2 separate regions of the Mus musculus genome follow, and region 1 is linked to region 2. The links are chromatin contacts, called in public Hi-C maps. All regions are on one chromosome and are shown on one strand. Each heading gives the region's core, a stretch centred on a gene start, on an enhancer-like site or on the middle of the called end of the contact. The rest is flanking DNA. Distances are from core to core; before and after follow the strand shown.

Region 1 (6,536 bases), core at 187-2,686, 790 kb before region 2:
GATCACTTGGTGCTCTCCTAGAGCGCCTGAGTTCAGTACCCAGCACCCACACTGGGCAGCTCACGACCTGTAACGCCAACTCTAGGGCTCCAGTGCCTCTGGCCTTGGAGGCCACCTGCATATACTCAGTTTCAGACACACACACCTATACATTTAACTGAAAAATAAATCTTTAAAAAATATTGCTACATATAATATTTTCATATCTAAGAATTTCTTTTAAATGAGTGGTCAAAACATGTGTATAAAAAAATTGCTGATTGGCCAGTGAGATACTTCAGCGATTAAGAGCATGGATTGCCTTTCTAGAGGAGCCTAGTTCATCCATAGTGCACGTATTGGACCTCTCTCTAGCTTCCTCAGGCAACTGCACACATATGCATGTATGTCATGTGTGTGTATATATACAATTAGAAATAAAATAAATCCAAAAAAGACTGCTAAATATGCTCAATAAAGCATTTGTATTATAGCTCAACTTGGGAAATGATATTCATTGAAAAAGGAATGTGATAGACTATTCTACAAGAAATAAATGTTCTGTTTGCAAAATTCCAAGATGGTATTAGGAAATGCTCATCACCTGTTGGTGTGGAAGGACTCTGGCTGTCTTTAGCACCTATCTATGCAGTCTCCTTGCATTTAGTAACAGATGGCTGACTCACATAACTCTGCAAAGACACATTGTCTCCCGTCTGCCTCCAAATGACTATGAGACTAACCTGAGATTAACATTCATTTTAAGATGGTTCCTTTAACTGCTTGTCTGTCCTGTTTCTGTTACTTACTTTGGAGTTGGAAGTTAGACTATACACACACACACACACACACACACACACACACACACACACACACACATTCATGAACCAACTCAGCTCATTTAGAACCTTAGCAGGTGTAGAAGTAAGACCAAAATGACTTGCAATCCTGGGCAACCTTGTAAATGAAGATCATGAGTTTCTACCTAAGGAACAGTACCCCTAAGTTTTGCAGAGAAAAGCCTTGTACAACACTGCAGCTTGAGGTCTTTGTTAACAATATCTTTGCCTGAGTTGCATCTAAACATGAACTGGTGCCACTCATATCCTAAAGGAACAACAGAGACATTGCATTATACCATCCACACTTAAACAGTTATGGAGCAGGTAACAAGGAAACAGATGTTGCAGGGTGGGGTCTGGTCACATTTCTCAAACAATGGCGGTACACTGAGAAAAGCTGTTCCCAGGATAACTTTGAAAGACAACTACCAGCTTACCAGCACTTGGACCTCTGGAGGAAATAGTGAGACAAAATCAAAATGCTGGTTTCTGTTGGCTGTTCCTTGATGCTGTTGGTGAGAAAGATGAATTTTGGCAGGAATTTACCAGTGTGCAAGCAGAAATGGCAGGAAGTACTCTGTGGTAGGGACCTCCCTTGTGTTTGCAACTTCAACCTGAATAGACCAGCAGTCCAGTAATTTAGTCATCATAGAGCTATTTCCACATCATAAACAGAAAGATAATACGTTATCTATGGACCTTCCTCTGGGATCTGTTGTTAATGGAATTAGAAGAGCCAATCAGATGGCAAGCACAGAATTAAACATACTGTTGTCTCACACAAGCCTGTTATTTCACATGGCCTCAAAGTTGCTACTGGAAAGAAAATAATCCAAGTACAGACATGGGTAAATATAGGCATATACAGAAGCTGACGATTTATGTAGACAAGGTTTTGGCTATCCTTACATGTCCATGAAAATGACTAGAAGCAAGTAACCCAGAAAACTGCGAAGAATTTTGAGAGCAGTATGTGATCAAAGAAACCACAAACCTGGTCTGCATAAGCTATAATTTTCTGATCCGTAACGAAGGCCCCAGGAAGACTGGGCAGCCTCAAGGAGGACATGTGCCCCCACTCTCGCTAGCATTGTGGCCACAGAAATTTAGGGCAAGCAGAGTCTCCAAGAGGTCAGCGTTCAAAGCAATTTCTCTCAGATGTGAGAATCACTGTCTACAACCGAAGGAATTTTTCTAACTTGCCTGAGATGTGTCTCAAGTCTTTCCCAGGGAGATTTCAACATTTGTAAGAAACATAACAATTGCCTCCCATTCACCCTAGTCCTAAATGGGGTTTTAATTTCATGTTTGAGTCCTTTACCATGGGCTAAATACTGGGATGGTGTCAGGAAACATGCCCATTGGATAGTACATCCCGGGCCACTAGCCCTGGACACAAGACTTCACATCGTCCAAAAACCTTGGCGTTTCTGTGAAAGGCACATGCAGAAGACGCTTAAGCATCCGCCTTGGGAGCAGAATAAATGTAGTCCTTGTAACCTGGAGGGTACATGGGGGCAGTTGGTGGCTTCAAGCAGAGGCTGATTATCATCTCCAGTACCCATTTTCCTTGTGCCTTTTCTTTTCTTTTCTTTTCTTTTCTCTTCTTTTCTTTTCTTTTCTTTTCTTTTCTTTTCTTTTCTTTTCTTTTCTTTTCTTTTCTTTTCTTTCTTCCTTCCTTCCTTCCTTCCTTCCTTCCTTCCTTCCTTCCTTTCTTTCTTTCTTTCTTTCTTTCTTTCTTTTTTCTTTCTTTCTTTTTCTTTTTTTTTTCTTTTTTTGGTTATTTTTGCTTTTGAACAACTGCTGCAGCACCTGGCTTCCTGCCTCTCCTTGTTTCTCCTCATGAAGTCTGTGGTCAGAGTCACCCTTTGAAAAGGCTTCTCTGATTGTGTAGTTGCCCCATGGACGAGTTCTCTATGGCCTTTAAGGTGAGACTCCTGGCTCCCCACTCTCCAGGACCCAGCTCCAATCTCTGCAGATATTACTCACCTGACCTACAAGCCAGCCAGCACCCGCTGCATTTGATGCACGGCGATTCACCTACACTGAATGACCTTTAAGAATGAATTATGAATAGCCTTGATTTTTAAGAGTAATTTAATAGAAAAACCTAGTAGAGAGTGCAGAATTCCCGAAGTCCTTTAAGCCTAACTCCACTCCCCCTGCTGTCAACATCTTGCATTAGGGTAGCACATTTGTTACAATTGGTAAGCTAACTTTGGTACCCTAATCTTATCATTTCCAGGGGAAAGATGAAGACAGGGTTGCACTATGTGTCTTAGGCTGTCTTCACAGTCATCAACTTTCATTGAATAGTTTGACTTTCTGAAATATCTCCTATTTGGAATCCTATAGCATGCAACCTCCCATAGGTTTCTTTCGCTTAGAGTAATGTGCAAACAAGGGCAGCTGTGTGTCAACTTATAAATTGATAGCTTGTTTTTTTTTTAATCATAGGATAATATCAGTACATGGACAGACCATGGTAGGTTTATTACCTTATTGATAGATGTGTTGATTTCCATTAGTTTTGATTATGAGTAAAGCTGCTGTAATATCAAGAACAGGATTTTGTATAAGCATGTTTCTAACCACTGATTTTTTAAAAATTTTTATGTGTGTATGTGCTTGTGTGAATGGGTAAATGTGTGTGAAAATGGAAATGGGGTCCCGAAGGTCAAGAGCTAGTGGCTTTTTCCCGCCTCTCACCACCTTATTTTTTTGAGACAGGCTCTCTCACTGAGTGAACACTGGCAGATTCAGTACATTAACTGGGCAGCAAACCACAGGGTCCTGTCTCTGCCTTCCAGTGCTGGGGTTGCAGATATGCTGTGCTGTGCCTGGCATTTTGTGTGAATGATGTGGGCCTGAACTCATGTTCTCAGATTTGGAGAGGTCATGAGAGCAGGAAGGTGATCATGATAGGAGAGGAAAGAGATTTTTAAAGATGTTAGGGGGAAGGAGAGGGAGAGAGGGAGAGAGAGGGAGAGGGAGAGGGAGAGGGAAGGAGAGGAGGAGAGGGAGAGACAGAGGAAGAGGGAAGGGGACGGGGGGTGGGGGGAAAGGGAAAGGGAGGGAAGGTGAGGAAGGGAGGGAGAGGGAGGGAGAGAAAGAGACAGAGAGAGGGATGAAATTCAGGTGACATAAGAACAGAAGAAGGGGCTATCTGTGGGGTGGGGCTGCAGGAGGGAAGCGGAGCAGGCAGGGAAGGGCAATGGTGGAGGTGGGTAAAGATGATAATGGCATGCATGAAAATGCTAGGATGGAGCCCATCGCTTTGTATGCTAACTTTAAAACTTACTTTACAGGGGAAAAAAGGCCTTGTCTCTCAGGACAGTGACATGAGGGAGGGAGGTAGCGTTTCATCATGTAAGTAAGGGTGACCTGTAGAGTGCACAGTGCTCTCTAATCAGTACTCTCTGAGAATTACCATCGATTATGCACCAAATGAGGTGCAAAATGTTTCAAAAGCGTTGACTCATTTAATGCTCACGGCACCACAAAGGGCGGACACAAAAGAAATCTAGACTCTGTGCAGAGGGTAGGGGAAGGAGGGGTAAATCTGAGCTGTGAGCCTCCAGGACACTGCCAGGAGCCACTCGACTTTCAGGACAGAGCAGTAACTTTCAGGGCTGGAGAGATGAATCTGCAGTTACAAGTGTGACTATTCTTCTGGAGGGCCCAGGTTCGGGTCCCAGCACCCCACATATGGCTCACAATCACTTATAACTCCAGTTTCAGGGATCTAGTGCCCTCTTCCAGCTTTGTGGTCACCAGGCATCTGTATGGTACAGGCAAAACTCAATACATATAGATTAAAAATAAATATATCTTTAAAAAGACTAACTATTTTTGTTTTTATTTGTGATGCTTTCTCAAGTATCAGAACATTTGTAGGTGACCTAAAGACATTGTTTTATTGAAAAATTTCAGCTTATTTTAAGTTTATCATACAAAGCACCTGGGTTTAATATGACCCTATCTTTTTAATGACATTTTACATATTCTTTGAAAATTTCATACATTGATAGAATTGTATGCAATTTTTATATATTTGTACAACACTATGTAAATATGCTATTTATTTTTAATATCTATCCATCGTTACCTCCTTCCTACTCACCCTAGTGATCCCCACTTTTCTCCTCTGAACTTCATGGACTTTAATGTTCACAACTGCACCGTGGGTAGACACCAGTTAGCACCAGTATTCATTTCCACACGCAACAGTAGATGCTAATGAAAGCACAAACAGTGCATGAGTCACTATTAAGGAGAATTGCATTGCCCTGGCCCAGAGGCCAAGTTCATCCATATACCTGAAAACACTGCCCTTTCCTTGCCGTTAACTTGTTCTGCTCGCTGCACCTTCCTGGAGTAAGCCATACCCTGCACGATCCCAGTTACACAGGGACAGCACGGGCAGTTATCACTGTCACTGGACCACACCTTCTACGTGGAGGAACTCTGGCAGCCCCCTATGCTGCCACAGTATAAATAAGGACCAGCAGGACTGCTAAACAGTGACTGGGGGTCGCCTAGTAGAGTGCTGCTCTTCTGGTCTGAGATGCAGAAAAGCCAACGAAATGCACCACCGTCTTCATTTGTAAGCAACCTTATCAAGACATTGGCCTTGCCAAGCAAACACAAAAGAGCACACACCCAGTATCTATCTGCTTAGGGGAGAGGAGGAGAAGCATATTTACACTCCGATTGTGTCCTTTCTCCAGGAACAGACGCACAGGCAGGCATGCATGGCTGTCACCCTGCATGGCATGTGTGCACCATGCTGGCAGGTTTTCTATCTGTCCCTGGACATCTATCTATAAATCCATCCTGTCACCCGATAAAGAAGCGGCATCTTCATTTCTCTGGCATCTTTCTGCCTTCACATCCCAGCCATGATTTGTACTGGGATCACTATGGATTTTTCAGTCTTGCAGAAGCTTGAATAATGGGTTTTAAGGCAGACAGCATAGTGGAGAGGTGACAGTTTAGAGATAGTATAGTCCTTTAACAGGACTTCAAAATTCTTGGGAGCCATGTGTCATTGGGGGAAGCTATGTAACGCTTATGAGTCCATTTCCTGACGTTAGATGAAACGTCAGAGAAATGGTGTTTACACAAGGGGATCATTATGGGGATTAGAGTTAATGACGGGGGACCATCAGTGGGATGATCTTCAAAAGCATTCACCCCGAACAATGAAAAGTAGGTGACTGCATGACGTGTCACTGGACAGAGTGCACGTAGCAGGGCAGGGACCATCTCTTCCCAGGTAAAAGCTAATCATCAACAGTGTTGGGAATTTTCTTTCTACAGTTAAAAATGAGGTGTTTACTGCAGGGGTTGATCGATTGCTAGCAATGCATACCAGGTTCCCGAGGCGGAACACCCAGTAATGAGAGCATTCTCTTGTCCTCACAGAGTAAGGCTGCTTCTAGTTAAGAAGGTCTTCTGCTGTGGTGGAGGCACGCAGCTCAGGTTTACACCGCCACACTATTTTATGTATTGGCTTAAGTTATTTTCCCACCCACCCCTTGTAATGTTGATAGCCTTGAATGATTCCGTGCATATAAACCATTCTGTCCCTCCTTTGGCATGTAATGAAAAGTGCTTTTCCATAAGTGTTTATTACAGCATGTTGTACATTAAAGTGTGCTTGCCACCCTCATTTTCTATGGTCAAACCTTTACCCACACGACACAGTCTTTA
Region 2 (6,475 bases), core at 25-2,524:
TGGAGCCTCCTCTTTTATTTCTCTCAGGCAATGCCTACTAATGAACTACGGAAAGATGCTATGAGTTGATGTTCAATGTTTGATTCTAACTTGTTTCCCTGCATTTTACAAATCCAGCTAGAGATGTTCATTAAGAAAGAAGTCAGAGCACAATCTGCTAATGTTTCTATTTATTGATGCTTCCTCCTATAGCGTCATATAAATTACAGAGTGGCAGGAAGAGCTATGATGATTTCAATAAAACTAGACATTTCCAAGCATAGCTTAATATCTCATCTCTAGCTGCATCCAGGACAGCTGGACACTCAACCATTGGCTGAATCGCTGCATCACTGATTTGATTTGGTTATGAAGACAGTCAGATTGCTGGAAACACATCTGGCCATTTTGGCAATCAGTGAATGAAATGAATCAACTGTGTGGCACTCAGATCAGACCGAATGCTCAGTGATCAGTGTAGGAGGCAGGAATGGGGTAAGTTTATTCTTAGACTGTAGGACCATATTAGGACAGCAAGATGTTACCCGAAGGGATTCTCATGATCATTTCAACGCCATCATATACACCAAACCATTAAAAGTCAAAACATTTTCCCCTTTCTATTAACCTACTGACATTTACTTTTATCTCAAAGGAAGGGGCTGTCCTGAGTGTCACAAGGACATGCAGCAGATCAAGATCCTAACAGGACCCAGGGATCAGCTGTCAGCAAGTTTCCATGCAGTTGCCGGAAGTCTCCTCTTCATTTAAAAAACAAAACTAATTCTCAAGGAGTTTATGGATTTATAGTTGATTATAAACACAATTTTCAGCTTCCCTCTTTACTCTTGCTTCATTACAGAATCTTTCTTAGTTTATCTACATACAGGACATAAAAAGTCAATGAATACTTTGATGCCATTATGTGTGGTGTTAACTTCAGAAAGTCCGTGAGAATCTGTTATACTCTTTCCTTTGCTTTACTCAGAAAGTCCCTGAGAATCTGTTACAATATTTCCCTTCCCTTGCTCCCAAGCCTGTCTCTTCTCTCCAGACTGCCAAGGTTTCAAGGTCTGTAACTGTTCTTATCTTTCCATTCAGAAAGTCTATCCAAAGCAGCACACTTTTCCTTTTACCAGAAGAAGGCATGTCAAAACTCAATGCTGTGTCATCCAAACATGAGTCAGTTGGCCATACTGCAAACAACAGTTTTGGTTTGCCCAGGACTGAACGATGTTCCACTAGGTTGGACTTTGATATCAGAGTGCTCTCTCAACAGCCCTCAAACTGGGTCACCTTGAGTGGCAGCTTGAGAGAGGACTGTGTGTGACACAGATGCCACCAGTTGTGGTTTCAATCCGTGTATCAGAAGTGCTTGTCTGTCATCACGAAACAGATGCAGAAAGCGATGAAGCACCAGATGGGTGAATGGGCTTAATGCCCTTTAAGTTTCCTTGATACCAGTAGATCTCAATTCTGGCTGCTCACAGAAATCATCTGGTTGGGCCCGAGGAACAGTGTTCTAATGACCCCAGCAGGACTGCAGGGGTGCCTTGGAAAGAATATGCTACATTTACCAAGATTCAAATTACAGGTCTACAAACAGCCCCTTCTAACAACAACAACAACAACAACAACAACAATCCTCTTTATGAGCTTTGCCTTAAAAAATGCAGCATGCCAACATCTACTTCATACATAAAAACAGAACACACAAACTATATTTATTGGTATGTATGTATGTATGTATGTATGTATGTATTGGAACATGGTCCAAGAATGGGTCATGTGAGGGGAATTTTGAGTTCAAAAACTACAAGAAAACAAGACAAGAGTCTTGTGACCTCAGATTCTTTAAAAACGTGGACTTGTACTTGGAGTCTGCTTCTGTGTCCCTCCCAGGTGTAGCGGTAGGAGTGAGTTTGGTTTGGATTATTAGCATTACAGCTAACAATTGTTATTTCTTAATATGCCTCGGTGGAAAAACTCGTTTCTACCACCTGTGGCTGGTCCTTGTGATTCTACATGTCACTCATGTTTCTCCCCTGTCGTGTCTGCATTCTGGTCACCAACCATTACCAGCTACCGACATCACTATTTTTAAAAACAAAATGATTGGAACAACTGACCACAAAGGCAAGCTTACAGAGGAAGTGGCCAAAGGCCTGAGCTGGCTAGAAAACTTGCCACAGGCATGCAAGGTTTCAGGAGGTCCTGGAGGGCTGGGTGGAACTGAGTTAGATGGAATTCCAAACAGGGAGAAAAGAAAGAAAGGCCAGGCATGAAGCTAAAAAAAAAAAAAAATCAAACTTACATTTATTTCTAGATAATTAAGTTTATATTTGAAGCAATACATCTTAGAGGCTGCATGGAACCACGTACCAGGCCAATGATTACTAAAAGGAGAAAATAGAACAACCACTGTTTTGGAGATGACTTCTTAAAACATTGAAAAGGTGAATCACTTCGGCCAGTGATTCAGTCGGCGTACCATAAGCATCATGAACAATGTGGTCTACAATATAGAGATACGTCACAAAGCAGTGATAGCAAAGGCCCTTCTCTCTCATGTCGAATCTACTGAAGACACTGGGTGGCCTGATACCAAGGCAGATGTGAGGGGAAGCCACAGTCAGGGCTCCGGGGTTACAGCTTCAATGGATTCAATGATGATTTCGAGCAGAAATCACACAAGAGGTAAGTGTGTTTTGTCCTCAGTGCCATGTTATATGATTAATTAATCACTGATTTTTTTTTCTTCAAATTCTAGGTCTATAATGCACCAGCCTTTTCTCTGGGGTTTGGAGTGGAAGCGGCACTATTCCATTTGTCTTTGCCACCAAAATAAGTTAATTTTCACATTTTTCCCCCAGTACAGGTTTTAATGCAAGATGTTAGGTGATGCCAATGAATGGTCTGGGCACGCACCAACTCAGGGAGTCAGTAGGCACAATTAACATCTAGAAGTAGGCACCTCTGGTTATTTCACACATTATTAACTTATATTACAATTCAAATAAGCTTACAGCTGGCAAAAAAAGTCTCTTCTGTAAAGTGATCTCAAACATAATAGGCTTAATCAGAGATAAATTAAATTAGGCAGCCATGCATACTGCAGCATATTAATTCTGAGTAGTTATTAAATACATTTCTCTTATCAGTGGTGTGAACACAACATTGTATGCAAACACACTCTTTAAGAGACTAGCAAATAAAGTTTGTATTTGGGATGCTGTGTACTTGACATTTCCCCATGCCCGCTTGAGATGATAAATAATCTTTTCTGCTAATAACGGCACTAGGTTAAGTCCCCAGAAATGAGCCAACTTGATTTCCAAGCAATTAGGCAAAAGAACAGCAACAAAACTCCTACATGTTCTGGGCTTTTCCAAAGGGAACTCTTCCACCATGCAGAGAAGTAAATAAATAAACAAAACATCAGGAGAAGTGGTAGTAAATACTCACCATGCTAACCATCAGTGCCTCTTGCTCTGTTTTGGGTAACCCCTGGCACTTCAGAACACTCAAAGAAAGGATTGAAGCAAAGGATATTTTACAAATGGCATCACACCATGGGCTGACTCTTTCTTTGAATGGTAGTAATAGAAACTAGCAAGCCAACACTCAGATGCCACGGAGCAGTAGTAGTGGGGCTTTTGTGAAGGGAAATTAAAACTAGCATCTAAGACTTTATAATCGGCCCCATGTATTCATGTCACATTACCTTCCACCATTCACTTTTACTATATTATCTTGGACTGTTATTAATCACCAGATCCTTTAATTTCTGTATCTTAAACAAACAAACAAACAAATTACTAGGAATGACCCCACCCCAGTAAGCCTGAGAAACATGTTTGACATTCTTTGTGCTTCTCACACTTGAAACTCAATATAAGGTGACAAGAACATTAAGCTGCCCAGTGAGCAAAACGTGAAGTTAATCACTGTCTGTTCTTAGCCATGGGTACAATAATTTGCAAATTCAAGTGCTTGGGAGTAGCTCACCATGGGCACCAGAAAGCTTCTCCTTGGAATGTCTAATAAAGATGCACGTGTAGTTCCCATGGGGAACAATACCTTCAAATGCCAACAGACTTACCAGCAACAGCACAGTTCCTAGTTCACTTACAATACATTACTCATCAACAGACTTTCTATTACTTTTAGGTCAAAAAGCTACTTCTTATGTCTTGTACACTTATCTTGGTTGAACTGTGACTATTATTTCTGGAAAGCTAATGCTCTTTAAAATATTTTATAGTCAGGCAGCATTGGCACAGGCCTTTAAATACTACTACTCAGGAGGCAGAGGCAGGCAGATCTCTGTGAGTTTGAGGCCAGCTGGGTCTACACAGAGAGAATACCAGGATTGTCAGGGTGACATAGGCCTTGTCTTGGAAACAAACAATCAAACAAACAAAACCCCTAGGTCTTAAAAATATGTTATAGATTTTATTGAATTTGTTCACTGTAATGCTTGTACGCATATAAGCCACATCCTGATTACTATAAATCGCAACTCTATCCATACTCTCTCATCACAACCAGTATCCCAACCTCTTCTCTACTTGCTTTTTAAACCTTTGCATCTCTAAAATTTTATTTATTGCTTATATCTGCAGGGCATAACCAGGACCAACTGGGCAACCATGGCTTGGAACTGTCTGTTAGAGCCCCGTGGGCATATACTGGGTCCACAAGTAAAGCCAATGACTGTACTTCCCCCAGAGGCTATCAGTAGCCAATATGTCATCAGAACAGGGGAGGGCTCTGTAGGCCTCTGCCAAGCCATTATTCCTTTTAAGATGACAACTGAGATAATTCCACTAGCTGACAGACTGAATTCATTATTTGTGTTGGTCAGAGTCAAATAAATTTAAAGAAGACAAAAAGGAAACAACTTGGTTTTAATTATCTCCTATCTTCCCTTCATGTATGCACTCATTCATACATGTTACATATATGTCAGGCTCTGTGTGTAATATCTGGCTGAGGGACATGGACAACAGAGCAGATTGCACTTCAGGGAAGATGCACACAGTAAGTGTGTGTGCAGGCAAGTAGGACGGACCATGTGCTCCTGGGGAAAATAAGGATGTTTCCTTTCTGAGGGCCCTTCGAGAGGAGATACACTCTTGTGCTGGACTTTAAGATGACGTTTGAAGATAAGATTAGATTTATTTTACACATGTAAGTGCTTTGCCTGCCGGTACATCTGTGTACCATGTGTATGACTGTTATCGACAGAGATCAAAGGAGGGCACTGGACCTGCTGGGAGCTGGAGTTACAGATGCTTGTGAGGCCTTTGGGAGCAGAACCAAGGCCCTCTGCAAGGTCCAGTCCTCTGGGATCAGTCTGGAGAGATTCTGCGGGAGAGTCAGCTTGAGAATGATCTCCAAGGTTAACGCCTCCCATGTGCAGCATCAACAAGAACGCCATGGGCGTCCTAAAGCAAAGCCTTATGAATATGGGAAGGGAATGAGCAGAGGGGGGCCAGAGGTCAACAGATGATGAGGCTGGAATCTAGGCAAGGGCAAGGATATGATCGTGCCAGAAACGATGTCAAGGCATTTGGATTTCATCCCGGGTGTAGTGCACCTCACCAAATACATTCAGGAGCAGCTAGGGCCCTGGAGGGAGGGAAGGCATCACAGAAAAGGAGATGCTGGACCTGAGACTGGACTTCAGCCATGAAAGACTTGATGACATCTCTTTTATATACCAGGTCTTTATGTCGTTAGGAGTAGTAGTATTTTAATTTTTACTTCATAATAAATTTAGATTTAGAGAAATGTTGCAAATTCAGCACATTCTGTTAACCTTGGCCACTTAGTTGATGGATACAATCTTTAGCAGCTCTCTGCATGATAGCATTGCTATGTGTCCCTTGGAAGTCACTGACTCGTAGCATCTACACTTTTAAGAGGTTCATGACAGGCATATCTTCCTGTGTGCAATTCTTCTAGAAGGAAGAGCTTCCTTCTGAGGTTTATTTGTATCAAGATGAAGTTATGGATATTCTCCTCACCTCACATACATTCTTCTCATCTTCTGCATGGCACTCAAGTCCTGGGTCCTTTTGTCCCTTGGAATGATGATTCCAGCGTTGGTCATAGGAGGATCTTTCAGGTCAGCTCTCATCCTCTTGGCATCCTGTATCCTTTTGTTTCTGCCACTTCAACTCAGATGCCCTGAGACCATCTTGTGTTTTTTACCATCACAGTCATTAAAACAACCATTTTCCAGAAAACTCAGTTCTCACCATTGGCTGATGATATTTGGAGACCAGGATCTTGGTTACCAAGAATGTTTGATGTTACTTACCATGGTGACACTACTCCCAGGACTTTTCTATAAACTCAGCCAAGAAATACATTAAAGCCAATGAGTTTTCCATCTATAATATTTAAAAGCCCTTAACAGTAAATAATAAGCATTAAGACTTTTATAATATAAACAACAAAATATCCTGAAAGATATTAAAGAAGATCC

The links. A called contact is a pair of places that touch in the nucleus more often than the background predicts.
Region 1: a Hi-C map of the MNK3 cell line shows a contact between it and region 2, with 5 times the contacts expected there. The contact joins two enhancer-like sites. A contact is called at or near these places in 2 of 39 promoter capture datasets (hippocampal neurons and pre-B cells) and 2 of 484 Hi-C or Micro-C datasets (CD4 T cells and the MNK3 cell line).

The regions. Positions count from the first base shown.
Region 1 is chr14:78,249,556-78,256,091 of GRCm38.p6, reverse strand. No RefSeq gene overlaps it. Among named protein-coding and RNA genes, the nearest start is that of Tnfsf11, 55 kb to the left of the region's middle. Within about 2 kb of position 1,436, at least 2 of the 459 cell types and tissues checked have an H3K27ac peak or open chromatin away from gene starts, as enhancers often do. A contact at or near this core is called in the MNK3 cell line, where this site is marked.
Region 2 is chr14:77,459,775-77,466,249 of GRCm38.p6, reverse strand. The region is part of intron 5 of Enox1 (ecto-NOX disulfide-thiol exchanger 1); the gene reads right to left. Among named protein-coding and RNA genes, the nearest start is that of Gm6994, 44 kb to the left of the region's middle. Within about 2 kb of position 1,274, at least 18 of the 459 cell types and tissues checked have an H3K27ac peak or open chromatin away from gene starts, as enhancers often do. A contact at or near this core is called in the MNK3 cell line, where this site is marked.